2 separate regions of the Drosophila melanogaster genome follow, and region 2 is linked to region 1. Evidence: chromatin contacts called from public Hi-C data. All regions are on one chromosome and are shown on one strand. The core of a region is the stretch at or near the end of the contact, and the rest is flanking DNA. Distances in the headings are between cores, read along the strand shown. Region 1 holds the start of Vap33 (VAMP-associated protein 33kDa). Region 2 holds the start of CG15771.

What was found. Hi-C and Micro-C count contacts between places; a contact is called where the count stands out from the background.
Region 2: a contact with region 1 is called in a Hi-C map of the Kc167 cell line, with 3 times the contacts expected there. The contact joins the promoter of CG15771 here to the promoter of Vap33 in region 1. A contact is called at or near these places in 15 of 107 Hi-C or Micro-C datasets (the D17-c3 cell line, the Kc167 cell line, the ML-DmBG3-c2 cell line and 6 more).

The regions. Positions count from the first base shown.
Region 1 is chrX:3,944,021-3,951,035 of dm6, forward strand. Vap33 (VAMP-associated protein 33kDa) reads left to right here and starts at 4,955. Exons shown (of 7, transcript NM_206623.2): 1 at 4,955-5,352; 2 at 5,461-5,693. The coding sequence starts at 5,630. Gem4c (Gemin 4c) reads left to right here and starts at 1,023. Exons shown (of 3, transcript NM_166998.2): 1 at 1,023-1,353; 2 at 1,407-3,569; 3 at 3,629-4,440. The coding sequence starts at 1,236. The coding sequence ends at 4,083. It overlaps Gem4b (Gemin 4b), which reads left to right. Exons shown (of 3, transcript NM_166997.2): 3 at 1-245.
Region 2 is chrX:5,749,863-5,757,656 of dm6, forward strand. It overlaps CG15771, which reads left to right and starts at 5,712. Exons shown (of 3, transcript NM_001297980.1): 1 at 5,712-6,342. The coding sequence starts at 6,193. It overlaps lin-52 (lin-52,), which reads right to left and starts at 5,096. Exons shown (of 4, transcript NM_001297979.1): 1 at 4,983-5,096; 2 at 4,754-4,927; 3 at 4,575-4,679; 4 at 3,528-4,494. The coding sequence starts at 5,022. The coding sequence ends at 4,340. Rtel1 (Regulator of telomere elongation helicase 1) reads left to right here. Exons shown (of 7, transcript NM_001272333.1): 3 at 1-538; 4 at 600-742; 5 at 987-1,116; 6 at 1,202-1,411; 7 at 1,480-2,215. The coding sequence ends at 1,692. CG15772 reads left to right here and starts at 2,387. Exons shown (of 2, transcript NM_001297978.1): 1 at 2,387-2,899; 2 at 3,002-4,179. The coding sequence starts at 3,007. The coding sequence ends at 3,786. It also overlaps asRNA:CR45528.

The DNA of each region.
Region 1 (7,015 bases), core at 3,705-6,204:
TTCATAACGCTAGGATTGAACATCAGAATAATTTGATATCAGATTATTTTACAACTTTGTATGTCCTTTAAAAGGGCGACTGTATGCACATAACAAATGTACCACTACCATGCAAATTTTTTGTCTTACTAAAAATACTTTGGCAAGCAAGTGAAGTTATTCAGCTGAAAATTAATAAAATTTTGCATGTTCTTTTTTTTTCGTATTATTATGTATTATATATATAATATACAAAACGCTATGATTGAACATCAGAATAATTTGATATCAGGTTATTTTACAACTTTGTGTGTCCTTAAGGCCGACTATATTTACATAAAATATGTAATACTACCATCAAATACAAATTTGTGTTCTATTAAATAAATGCTTTGGCAAGCTTAAAATTATTGTAATTTTGCATGTTCTTATTTTTATTCGTATTTTTATGTATTACTTCGACTGCTTTGCTTCCTGTTGCAAAATTGTAACTTAAAACTAGGAAAATTTATTTTAATACATTTTTAAATTTCATGTACTCGTTATGTTATAAATTTAACTAATTTATATTCTGTCAAAAGCTGAATGGCATTATTCAGGGAAAGGAAAATTTTGGTGCAAATTGTTATTAATAACATTTTCAAATTACCTAAATAAAAAAAAAAATAGAAAAAATATCTTGTCTTAAAAAACACTATATATATTTTACAAGGTAATTTAACGACCAATGCTTGACAAGTATCGAAAAGATTTCAAACTCAAATGCCGCATGCGAATCGCATTATTTTAAATACATTTGCTAAATAGGACCACTGTTTAAAAAACTGCAGTTGACTTTGGAGAAGTCGCAATATTTATAATGTCAATTATTAATTATCGAATAAAACATTACAATAATAATACAAATAATTAATTATCGAATAATACATTACAATACTTTATAAAATATCTTCATTTAATTTTCAGCTGAGCAAAATACAAAATATCATATGAAAATGTTTATAAATAAAGTTAAAGTTAAATCATAGCAAGCAGTGGACAAGTCATATTAGTATCTATCTACATCAGAGAGTCTATTACAAAGCGAAATTTTTTGTTGTAGGGACATTTTCATTTTCAAAAAATATTCCTTGCACGCAAGATAATCGGTACGCACCGGTAAACTATCGATTTTCGATAGTCATCTGACAGAAGACGCACATAAAATTGAATTCCTTCGGAAGAGTTTTGACGAAACGCGAAATTTCGGCAGCACGATGATAACTGCTGAGAAGCACCCGCTGGACAATTGCCAGTTGTTTGTCCAGCTGAAGAAAATATTCCATGACAACAACGAACAGGCCAAGTGTCTGAAAGATATGATTTACTGGAGTGGTAAGTGAAGTACCAGAGGTTAGTGCCCAAATATGAACATTGTTTGTTCTCAGGAAACGATGAGCACATTGAGAAGATCTGCGACCAAGTGACGGACCTGCTGGAGGAGCACGATCTAATCATACAGCCGCCAGACACAATGGATCCTTTTGCTATGAATCAACTGCGTGGACTACTGGTGTACCTGGTGCTGAACACCGCACACGACTATTTCTTGTGCAAATCGCAGTGGAGCGCCAATGTCATGCATTTGTGTAACCAGCTTCCGCCTATCCCACTGTTCTTGACCATCGCAATAGCCGTTAACTGCTGTCTCATGGAGCCGCTGGAGGAATTCCTTGCTTGTGGACCCCGCTGGCTGACCATCCAGTATTTTGAGGCATTCAATGAGGCTCTGTCGGTCATTAATTCAGATTGCGTGGAAACACTACCGCTGCTCTCTGCCGCCCTCAGAGCAGCCGGTCGCGCAATTGTCAACTGCAATTTGCCCGCAGAAAATAAGCAACTGCTGCGCCAGATAGCCTGCATGGAACATCGTCATATCTTGGACTCTAAACAGCGCCTCCATACGCTGCCGCGTCCATCCACTCGAAAGATTTACCTGGCCAAGGCTATGGATCACCTTATAGAAGTCCTTTTGTATACCCTCAATGATCCATTAAAGCGGGAGAAACCAAATTGCTTCGCCGTCTACAGCCAAATAACCGAGGACATCAGTGACAGCAACTCAAGCGATCCCATGCCTGATCTGCGGCATTTCGCCCAAATACTGCTAGACGTTCTGCGGCGTATCTTTCAGCTCGTTAGCGTAGACACGTATATGTATTGGCATGAAATGAAATCGAAAAGTGCTTTGTATAACTGCCAGGAGCTAATCTGTAGACAGACGGCAGAATTGCTTAAAGTACTCCAATCAGATAATATGCTCGGAGAGCATCCGGTTTGCAAGCAGATGCAGAGCTTTGCGGATGCAGCAAAAACATTGGAGCAGCGCGTTGCCGAGATGAGAATGGGTGAACTCTTAGTCTTTCTCGATTCCGGTATGGCCACCGATGAGGAGTTGCTCGCCGGGCTGGACAATCTCTTTAGCCGCTTCATAGCCTTTGGTAACGATGAGTGCGTGGAAACGATGGCAAATCATTTAATTATGCTCACCAAGAAACATGCCCAGATAATACTCAGTTTCCTGGGTCAGGTGGTGGAGTCCGAAATGGTGGTCGAGGACGAGGGCATATCCGTTACGGAAGTAAATCAGGGGGATGACGAGGACGAGACCTCGTCCAACGATGATTACGAAGAGCTGCTAAGCCTAGTACTGCGTCCCTTATTTATGCAATTAAATGTCGAGGACAAGATGGAAGTACTGCTATTGCGCGATGAGCAAAACGTTACCCAAGGATTTAATTTCAAGGCTCCCGATCATCGGGAGCGTCGCATACGCTTCTTTAATCAATTGGATTATAATAAGCGCTTCCCGATAACCAAATTTCTAGTACTGTGCTTTGAGAACGCAAGACAGACCTGGATTGATTTCTCCCACTTGGGCGTGACGCATACTCGCTTCTCGAAGCTATTCTGGCACATAGCTCAGTCTTGTCCCAAGCATGCTGCTTTTCATATTTCCGCCTGTGCCGATAACATCTTGGTGAACGAGCAACTACTTCAAAAGCCGTATGCCTTGCAGTTTACACTCTACCTATATGGCCACCGACAGATCCTCAACGGTCTCTACACGTCAGCGCGACAACTGTGCGTTAGTTTGAAAGACGGACGGTGTCCCTACGGAGAGGATGAGCTTAGGCAGGCGCAAAATAGGTTCCTAGACGCGTGTGCCTACGGTTTGGCCAAGTTTATAGAGCCCATGAACTTGCCCAGCTTGCAGTTAATCTTGAAACTGCTCAAGCAGATTAGTCTGGGTGAAAGCAATCTAATCACCCGAGGCACTGCAGAGTTAAATGCACTCGAAAAGGAGCACCCGAAATTGGAGAACGGAGACGATGCACCAGCTGTCAAGGTGGCCAAGCACTACACATATCTGAATGCCAGCTTGCCAGAGTGGCGTTTGAAACACTGGAAGCTGATCTCGCATGTCATGAAAACCATTGATGCCCTACGCTGGGACTTGGCCACCTTTGAAGATTTCCGGGTGGATAATTTAGAACTGGCGGTGTGGTATTGGCAGGACGGTCTGTCTCATCTGACATTCCTAGGCACTGGTGCGCTCTTATAAATGTAAGTCCAAGACGAAAGCCTACTAATTATTGCTCTTTCACAGAATGCCGCCAGAGGATCTTGAACCAAGTGAACAGTTTAAAGCACAAGGGCTTTTGGCTCATCTACCTTAAAGAAGACACCTTAAAGGACACACGCTCCTTTCTCAAATTGCTAACTCAGTCCAGTGCACAGGAGGCTAACGATCTCTTCAAAAAGCTCCTTAAAAAAAGGGCCGATTGTGCTGTTATGGGCGATCTTAGCGATGCAGTGGTCAAGGTGAACAGCGAGTCCGCTTTCATGGCCTTTAGATTCCTATTTCGAGAATATTTGATCGCCTTCCGGAGCCACGCCAAACACAATAAGACCATCACGAAGCGCCAGCATTGGGATCATTTGATGGCCGTTGTGGCCAAGGCTCCATTCTCCATTCGCAACGAGATTATGAAGCTAGCTAGTAAAGCCTTCGCTGTGCGATTCGGCATAAATATCCAGGAACAGCAGGCGGCCAAGTGTTAAGGAGATGCTGTTAGAAGTGTAATTTTCTTAAGCCAAATCGAAACTCCGCCGCTTGTCCAACACTTTAATTCTTAGGCAGTCAGATCTCTATATGACTAAAAACATATATAATATTCATAACGCTAGGATTGAACATCAGAATAATTTGATATCAGATTATTTTACAACTTTGTATGTCCTTTAAAAGGACGACTGTATGCACATAACAAATGTACCACTACCATGCAAATTTTTTGTCTTACTAAAAATACTTTGGCAAGCAAGTGAAGTTATTCAGCTGAAAATTAATAAAATTTTGCATGTTCTTTTTTTTCGTATTATTATGTATTATATATATAATATACAAAACGCTATGATTGAACATCAGAATAATTTGATATCAGGTTATTTTACAACTTTGTGTGTCCTTAAGGCCGACTATATTTACATAAAATATGTAATACTACCATCAAATACAAATTTGTGTTCTATTAAATAAATGCTTTGGCAAGCTTAAAATTATTGTAATTTTGCATGTTCTTATTTTTATTCGTATTTTTATGTATTACTTCGACTGCTTTGCTTCCTGTTGCAAAATTGTAACTTAAAACTAGGAAAATTTATTTTAATACATTTTTAAATTTCATGTACTCGTTATGTTATAAATTTAACTAATTTATATTCTGTCAAAAGCTGAATGGCATTATTCAGGGAAAGGAAAATTTTGGTGCAAATTGTTATTAATAACATTTTCAAATTACCTAAATAAAAAAAAATAGAAAAAATATCTTGTCTTAAAAAACACTATATATATTTTACAAGGTAATTTAACGACCAATGCTTGACAAGTATCGAAAAGTCGCTAAACTAAAAATATCGATACCCGATGCATCGATATTTTTTTCACATCACTAGCTGACAGAATATATGGCTTTTTTACATTTTGCGTTTTCAACTGAAGTTTGCGAAGAAACCGAAGCGTGGTAAACCACTGAAATCGAAAATATCGACAGAAAAGCGACCTAAAGTCGGTGAAGAAGTCGCACGTTGATCGTTGTGTTTTTTTCCCGAAATTTTCTGCAAAAAGCCCGTGCGTGCGTGAGTTTCTCTGGCTCTTGCTTTTTTTTTGTCCATGCGTGTGTGTGTGGTCGCATAAATTTACCGATATTTCGCCTGTGAGAGCGAAACGAACGAAAAACGAAAGAAAAAAAGAGAGACGAGTAAAGTAAAACGAAACAGGCATAAAAACAGCAGCAGTTTTCTTGATATATTTGGCTAAAAAACGCAAACGTAAGCGAAAAATTTGAAATCCCTCTTTTAATTTAGTTGTGTGCCTGTGTCTCGTATCTATGCGTGCGTCTGCATTTTAATATAATTTTGTGTGCATTTTCTTAACAGCAAACAGCCAGCAAGAACAACAAATAGCTGGGCAAAAACAGGACGCACAAAAAATAAAATTAAAACGATAAGAGGCGAAAAGCGGAGAGAGTGAAATTCTCGGCAGCAACAACGACAAGAACAACACCAGGAGCAGCAGCAACAACAACAACAAAAGCCAGCCGCCACAATGAGCAAATCACTCTTTGATCTTCCGTTGACCATTGAACCAGAACATGAGTTGCGTTTTGTGGGTAAGTTTATTTTACATTATTTTCGCGTTTTTGCGGAAAGGTCGCTGCATATCGACCAAAAAAGCCGATTCACCTCCCATTTCTTGCAAAGAGCAAACTGCAAGTTTCACTTTTTCTCTCTCTCACGCGCACATTTAATCTCCCTCCCTCTACGCTTTCTATTGCCATCTCGCTCGATTGGCTATCAATAATTTCCGTTGTTTTTGTTCTTCCTTTACATACGACACCTTTTATTGTTGTTCTTTTCGGGGTCTACGTGTATCATCGCTCTGCTTCTTTCCGTTTTTTTTCTTTTTTTTTTTTTTGCTTCAGCTCTTTAATGTATTTTATTTTTTGATGCCGGCAGCTGGCGTCGCTCTCTTTCTCACTTGCACTCGCCATCCCTCTCCCTCTTGCTCACTCGTTTCGCGTTTTTGGCTAGCATTATATTTTTATACGCAAAAACTTGTCATGGGCCATTTTAATTTTTTCTTGTCTTTTGGCTCCTTGAATTTTGGCCAAAAAGCAACAGCAGCAGTGACAAAAACAATGCAAAGAGCTCGCACAGTGGGTGCGACAAGTGGCACGGTTGTCATCGCATTGTTATTGAACTCCTGTTGCCAAGCTGCATTTTCCAGTGCATAAACATTTAATTTTTTTCGCGAAATTTTATCACAGTCTCAATTGCAGAACGAAATGTCTACTTAAATGACCAATCATTGTTGATTGCGATCTAGAATAATACACCAATAACCATTCACCATTTGTATTTTGTCTTATTGAAAAAAATTGAGTTAACTTTTCAAGTATTTTGCTATCGCTTCCATTGTGCGCAAATATTTTAATATCTGTGTATGTGTGAGTGAGCCTTAGCCCCATTCTTTTGCAACCCCCTCGCCCACGTTTCCCGTTAGATCGTGAATAGTGCGGTCGGCGAGGGGTGAAAAACACATGCATGACGCGACTTTGTCTAATGAAATTTCCTTGACACACACTTACACCAAAGAAAAACACGCACACGCCATGCTAACAAACAAAAAAAATTCCTTTCGTTAGTTTTTGCCCATTTCCTGGTTTGTTTTGATTTTCTCACCAATGCCTGTTAAAAATGTGACCAAAAAAACTATTTTAGAATGTAAGACCCCGCGATCGATTTCTAGTCGGCTTAAAAGTAATATTCGGAGTAATACTAGCGTTTACTAATCACATTAAATCTGAAATAATTTGAAGTAATTTTTGTAATTTCATAATAGTTTCAAAATAAGTTACACATTTTGGTAGTGAATCCAACTTCAATATGCAGGGTATTCCTCGATATTCAGTTTACTATTCGGTTTTTGTGC
Region 2 (7,794 bases), core at 4,462-6,961, 1.8 Mb after region 1:
GGCCAGTGGTTTGTGGGCGGACATATCGTGCAAGAAACCGATTTTTCTGGAGCCGCGCAGCAAGGACCAGTTCACCAGCACGATGGAAGAGTTCTACCAGGCGATACGCGACTCCAAGGGTGCCGTATTCATGGCTGTTTGTCGCGGCAAAGTCTCCGAAGGTCTGGACTTTGCTGATCGCAATGGCCGCGCGGTGATTATTACTGGTCTGCCATTCCCACCGCTAAAGGATCCCAAGGTGATACTGAAACGTCGCTACCTGGAGGCGAATCGGACTCGTGAGAATCAGCTGTTAAGTGGGCAGGAATGGTACAATCTAGATGCCACGAGGGCAGTCAATCAAGCCATCGGTCGTGTGATTCGGCATCGCAACGATTATGGTGCCATTCTGCTTTGCGACTCGCGATTTAAGGACGCCTCACAGGTCCAGCAGCTATCCAAATGGATTCGGGGTCACCTGGGCGACCGGCCACAGTGCTCACCCTTTGGTCCTATCGTCCGGGAACTGCGTCAGTTCTTTAAGAACGCCGAAGCGAATGTAAGCTCATGATGTTTATGCGTTTTTCAGCAATTGTAATACAATTCTTTCAAAACTTCAGATGAAACTACCGGATGAAAGGGAAACCGATTCGCCTTTGGAAACCGTCTGCAAGACAGAGGATGAACCACTAGCCGCCATTCCAAAAGTGAAACGGGAGCCTGGCTCCAATGCCACCTTCAAATCAGCCAATGAATCCGCAATGTACGTAACCTGCGATCTAAGATCAACCTTATCAGCTGTATAGATTGTATTACAATTATTAATAGCAAATCCTTAATCGGATTTAAGTAGTCTTGAGTACAATTTTTGAGATTTGTCATAGCTAAAGTGAAATGCTGTAAGCCATTTCCAGTGGCCTTTTGTCATCACTGCCAGGGTAAATAAACTTTCGTTTGCCTTTCTCCTGGTATTGACACTTTGAAATATTTATTATTTTTCTTTGTAGCAAAGTGGAGATGGCCAATTCCATCAAGACATGGACACCCGCCGATTATGCGAGTGCCGCTGGACATAAATTGGGTGGTGCGGCGCCGAATGCCATGGACTTTATGAGTCGACTGGACTCAAATGTCTCGGTAAACACGAGATTCCCATGAATCTATTATTACACTGTGTTTATTTAGTTCTTTAGGACTTGTTCTTGTTTTGCCCCTTTCCCAGAGTATCGATTTCAACTGCTGCACAGATAGTAAAAGTGGCTCCTCTGGTCTGGTGAAGATTCACAAGCGGGAGCGAAGCTCACCAACGGCGCCGGAATCCTCCAGCCAGGTGACCAAAAAGCGATACAAGTTGGTGGAGAACATCAAGGTGGAGCCAAGTAGTTCGCAGGCTAAGGAGGCACCCGAGGAAAGGGCCGCGTTTCTCCGGGAGGTGAGATACCTTCGAGACTTCTTCCATACTACTACTACTACTACTAATTAATTTACCTTGAATTGCAGCTACGCAGCCTGGTCACCCAAGATCAATTCCGCCGCTTTGGCAAGGCGCTGCTGGAGTACAAGAATGGCACCTATGAGAGCTTTCAGGCCCTGATGGCCATACTCCTGGATGTCCTGTCCGCACCCAAAGTGCGCTACATGCTCGTCGGGATGCGGAAGTATCTAAAGAACGAGCACAAGGACGAGTTTGATCGTAGGGTGGGCAATCTTTAACAAAGGGTTAGGTGACTATGTAAAAGAGTTTTCAAGTTTAGTCGTCCCAAGGATATGTTATTTTTTTTTTTTCAAATTTATTGACATTGGCTGTAATTTTCTGATTGTATTTAGTGGGGCGCGTCTAATTCTCCTAAGAATATATATTATTAACAATGCTATGCATTGTTGTACATGCATTTTGAATTTCTCTGTACGGATGTTTATTACTATTAAAAATTATACGTTAATCATGATATTGTTTATAGCTTTGTGGGAAAATGTGGGGTCATATTAAATGCAAATGCAGTTACTCAAAACCGTTTGCATTATGTGCATTATGTTTTCCCAATCTGTTTATTTATTTACCGCTCAAGGTTGACTTAAATCAACAGTCTACCTTTATTGGAAATTTAATACCACTTTTATGTGCATCAAACTTCGATTTCGTTTGCTGATAAGCTGATGAGCTTTAATAAGCTTTCAATCAAATCAAAGGCGAATAGAACAGGGTGCTCGAAAACTCTTCAAATCTTACATATCGTATTTAAATATGAACTCAATTTGTATAATAATATATATATATGTACAATATATGTTTATTTTATATATTTTTAAGCATGATAAATAGATAAGATATCATAGGAAATTGACTAATGCTAAGACTTTTAAGTTCTTGTCTTAAAAACATAAAATTACTTTTTTGTAGACTGCTTACATATATGTTTTTCACATTTATTTTTTAATCTACCGCTTGGGGGGCATACATTTTAGAGTTGGCAGCCCGCTTGGTAACAAATCTGCGAACCGCAGCCAGCGCAGAACGCATCCAATAAGTTCATTGCCAAACGGGCCGAGTCCCTATATGCACATCCACACATGCCCATCGGCTGGCGCGACCGAGTCACCGAGAAAACTGAGCCCGAGTGCAACGAGAATGCGGGTCCGAGTGGCTCCGACTTCGGACTTGGGAAGGCACTCGCGTGGCAACAATCGTCCAGGGCGCACGGCAAACACGCAGAGCTGCCGGAGGAGATAGGCCGCTGCTTCTTGGGGGCCACATTCGTACCCCGATCCAAATCCAGACCCGCTGATCCATCCGCCTCATAAATACACACATAATTTCTGCCGCTTTGATTGGGGCACGCAGTAAGTTGATTGCAATTGCAATTGCCATAGCCTTTGACTTGCTGCACGTTCGCTCTTCGCTGCTCGCTATTTGCAACAAGTAATAATGAGGGCGGGCAGGGGGTGGCTGGGTGTTTGGCCAACGCAGCGACCTTGGCCTGGTTTAGGCACTTGCCTTAAATGCATTTTGTCGTCATTGCAGCGCACATGGTGGAGGAGATTGGCTGCCAGAGACAGACGGGCATTGTGGTCGCCATGCCCAGCCAGGTGGCATCCAACACCGGAACTCCAGCCCCATCCGCCGGCGGCATTCACCAGCAGCATCAGCAGCAGCAACACCAGCAGCACCAGCAGCAGCAACACCAGCAGCAGCAGCACCAGCAACACCAGCAGCAACAGCAGCAGCAACACCAACATCAGCAGCAGCAACAGCAACACCTTCAGCAGCAGCAACACCACCAGCTGCAGCAGCAACAGCAGCAGCAGCAGCATCAACAACTCGCCAGCAACATGAGCCTGCTGACCGTCAAAGGCGGCCGTTACCTTTGGACCGACCGGGAGCTGTTGATGCACCTCCAGAACTACACTCCCCTGATCCTTCTCATCGATTTCGTGGAGAAGACCCGAACCAAGCGCTTCTATGAGAGCTCCGAGCGCTATGAGATACTCATGCTGGTCTTCATCATGCGCAAGGGAGCGCCGTTTTGTGAGAACAAGCGCTTTCCAGCGGAGTACTGGGTTAATCTATCGGTGGGACCAATTGCCGAGGCGTTTGACCGTCTGCAGGCGGCCATCGATATACCGGATCCCCAGCTGCCGATCCACATGAGCGTTACAGATTTGACCAGCTGGAAGCAAATGTTCGACCTGGCCATGCTGGATATACGGCGTTTTGCGTACTACACCGATCCCTTGCAGCTGGCCGATGCGGGCGTCTTTAACCGGATCACCTTTGAGCAGCGATTCGGAATGCAGTGGCAGGAGTAATGGGAATTGATGCACGTTACTGGATATATATTCACGGGAAACAGCATGTAAGCACACCATCAGCACCAACACACTTTCCCAAATTGGGATGGATCGTGGGGAAGGCTACTGCATAAATCCGAACGAAAGCATTTAGTTAAGTATTAATAGGACGCACTAGAGCGCAACCGATCCATCCAATCCCACATAGACAGAGTTATTTGTTGCGTTAATGTCCCTGCATAGCGAAATCTACTGTGCCTTCTCCAAAAACTCCAGATCCTTCTGCATTCCTTTCCCTCCAATCCGTCAACTTCATCTCTCCTCCGACTCCTCAAATGTATCTGTAATACAAGCGACGTGTAGGACCCAAAATGCTTTAATGGAAATAAACGTTAGTTACTGTTCAAACGCCTGCCTATTTATCTTTGTAAAATAGCGATAAATCATTCACAACACGCATTACTCACTATAAAAATAGCACTATGTACACTATGAAACTACACCTATGTTCCTAATGCGAATTCAACGAGATCCTCGACAGTCCCATTCTTAGGGATCGGATCATCCAGCCTCATGGCTGCCGCTTAGGAGCGCGATCCCGGTCAAAGATGCCCAGCAGTTTCCCACGAGTCATCTCCATTGCCTCACGCAGTCCCAGCTGGTAAATTTCATCATGCATTGACTTTATTTTATCGATCAGATCCTCGGGAGGGAGCTGGGCTAGTTCTGGAATAGAAAAGTAGGTAATGGATATGCTATTCTTTAATATACTATTCTTAAATCTCATTGACTTTGCAGCTACTTACCATTAATCTTAACCATATCATCATCGGTCAGATTGCTGGTGTAGTTGGTGCTGCGCGTGTACATCGGCGTGTCGCTCATGGAGAGGAACTCGTCCATTCCGGGAACTGGAGCAATCGAAAATAAAGATATGCGTTAAAAATGGCGCCAATTTCTTCGTGCTCACGTTTTCTACACTTACAACGCTCTGGCCATTGGACAGGTGAGGGTCGCAGAGTTTCCATGGAGATGAGCTCGTCTTCCGGCGTTATGGGCCGCTCCTTGACCTCCGGGACATCCTTTTCGGCCAATAACGTACTACTGCTGGACGCTGAAGCCTTCTCCACTTCCTCGTCCGCCGCTTTTAGAATGGTTTCTGCAAGAAAACCTCGTTTTATGGCGCCTTTCATGTGATTTAAATATTTACTCACCTGTAGAAAGCAAATCCGTAGTTGTCTCTGCGTTGCTCATCGCGGATAATGTTGAAAAACTCCAAAAACTATTGAAAATAAACACGGAAAGATGCCAAAAAATCCGTGGGCTAATCACTTGCCACCTCGTTAAACAAAAACTATAGCGTTGCCACTTTCAACAATCACTATCGAATACTATCGATTTACCGCCAAGCCAGTGCTAGAAAGCACCAGGAAGTATAAAACAACTGATATTTTTGGTAAACAAAGAACTGTTGTTATTGCTTTTCCTGGTTTTATTAATAGAAGTTAAAAATAAATGGCACAACAATTAGGAAATGAGCGTGCCTCGACTTATACTAAATTCAGAGTGGAGAGCAGGCGTCGTAGCAGAGAAACGCGAACCTCTCCGCGACCTCTATCGTGCTCTCTTTTCCACTCACGGTCGTTTAACGGCGCATAGAGACAACTCTGCGCTAGGTCGCCTGCTCTCGTTCGCTCTGGCGCGCAAACGGCACTTGGCACACTTCGCACAGTGGCGCCAAAAAATATGTGCCCGTAAAAAGCACATGTGCTGCGCAGTAGTTGTCCAGAACAACACAACACGGATGTCTAACCAGTTATTGAAATAAACTTATTCAAGAACATCTTAATAATAATATAAAATCTTAAGGAATAACAATATCTTATCAAGTTTTTATCAATTGGCGCCGCCGCCTGGTAGCACTGTTCGCATACGCAGACTTTTGGCCACCACTGTTTTCCCATGCGCCCTCGCACTTTCTTTCGGTTTTTCATTCGCTGCTCCGCTCTCACTCAGTCAACAAGCACTCATACACACGCGCTCACCTGTTCCGCCGCCCCGCTACCCCGTCTCTCGACATTACTGCGACCGCTCCCGTTCCGTTTCATTATTTTTTTTGTCGCTGTCATTCAGTTGCCGTTTTAACTTCGCCGCGCGAGAAGCGGAAACTTTTGCCAGTCCGCTCGAGGAAAATAGAAAAATACTGCAGTGCTGCTGCAGTCGTGCAGCTCGTACATTTCGTTTCGTTTCGTTTGGCGCCAATTTCAAAGCGCAAATCCGCTGGCGGATTGAATTGCACCAAAGTTGTTCTTGGATCTCTACGTTTGCATCCATCCATCTAACCAAGCAACCGGCTACCACCCCTCCACTCCTGACAGTGACCCCTCGCTGACCCTCCATCCCCCCCTCCGCTCGACGACTCTCATGGCAGCTAGCAAATTCCATTGCGGCAAGCAATTGACAGCCACACATTCACATTTCGATGCGACATGTGCGAAAATCAGGGCCTTTTACTTTGACCTGGACAACACGTTGATTCCCACCAGAGCCGGCGATTCCAAGGCGATCAGAAAGGTGAGCTTTGTTAACCAAGCCAAGGCAGACAGCCTCACTGCCCCCTCTGCCAATCACCAATCCGTTGGCGTTTCTTCCGTTTCTTTTCCATGTAGTGTTTGTGGGGGGGCGGGGCGGGGGAGGTGAAAGTGCGCAGCAGGCGGGCGACCCAGCTAGAAAATTTTCCACTGCAGCCCGCCCGTTGTTACGTAGTCGAAAAAACCCGGACGCTCGGCAGATAGCACGCGCCCGAAATTTCGATTGTTTATTTGCGTTCCGATTGATTTCCTTTCCCTTCCCTTCACATCCCCCAGCCACAAAAAAAAAAAAAACAAAAAAGAAAAACTCAGAGTGCACTCGACAAGGTCTTAACTTAAATATAACCACGGGTACATGCACTTTAGAAGGCTAAAACCCACTAAATAATCGGCATTACGTTGGAAATTCGGAATCTTCGGTTTTCGAAATGTTAAAAGGCACTTTACAGGATCTTATCGTGGTGCGCATTATCGATTGCAAACGATTGCAAAAAGGTCGGAAATCGAGGAACTTGCACTTAACAAAAGTTGAACGAAACGTCATACCAACAAACTTTGGAAACCCGCGTCAATGGTTTCTTTTGAAATATAACCTTCTTATAAAGTGAATGGCACACAAAGAAGCTAAAGGTTAATTGATGATAATAGGTAGCACTTCGCAATATGTACTTGTTTGAACGTTCAGAGGCCATTGACTTTATTTATTACAATAAATGAGTCTATTTGCGATCTTAAAAGGTTAAAGTTTTTAGAATTTTCCCTTCAAGAGAGAAAGGTATAAATAGGTATTCTTGAAAATGTGTTCAATGTCACGTACATTTACTCACTCTTGCATTCCAGATTATATCGTTATCTTTTAAGCTGCGCCAATTTAGATAGTTAACTTCATTATCACGTTCATGTTTCAATACGCTCAATGTTTGAAGACCCCAAATAAGACGGTTTCTTTATTCAGTTGCTTTCAATTCTTAGCGAGCGAAGCCACGCCCATTTATATTTCGGAACTCATGACAGTTTTTGTGACTAATCGCAATGATTTCAACTTAAATTCCTAGCATTCAAAATGACTTTTGTGAGCTTAGCTTCCTGATTTGAGTACGATTCAATAGATGCGGATGGTTGGGCCGGAAAATAGATAGCGAGTGGAAATTTCCAAGCTATCATTGCGATCATAAAATATAGTATATTCTCATATATTACTCATGCTGCAAGTGTACCGGCGGCAATTGCAGTTTGATGTTCAATCCCCTGATAGTACGGCGATGCTATAACAATTTTGGAATTAATCAATTGGCTTCGGATTCGATCGAATGATTGGATTGGTCAATCTGACGCTTAATTGAGAACTTTATGGACGTAATAGTTTTGATTTACGTTCTACCGCGTTTCGCAAAAGATTATGCACGTATTGAGGCTTCTAATCGCTTTTATTAAT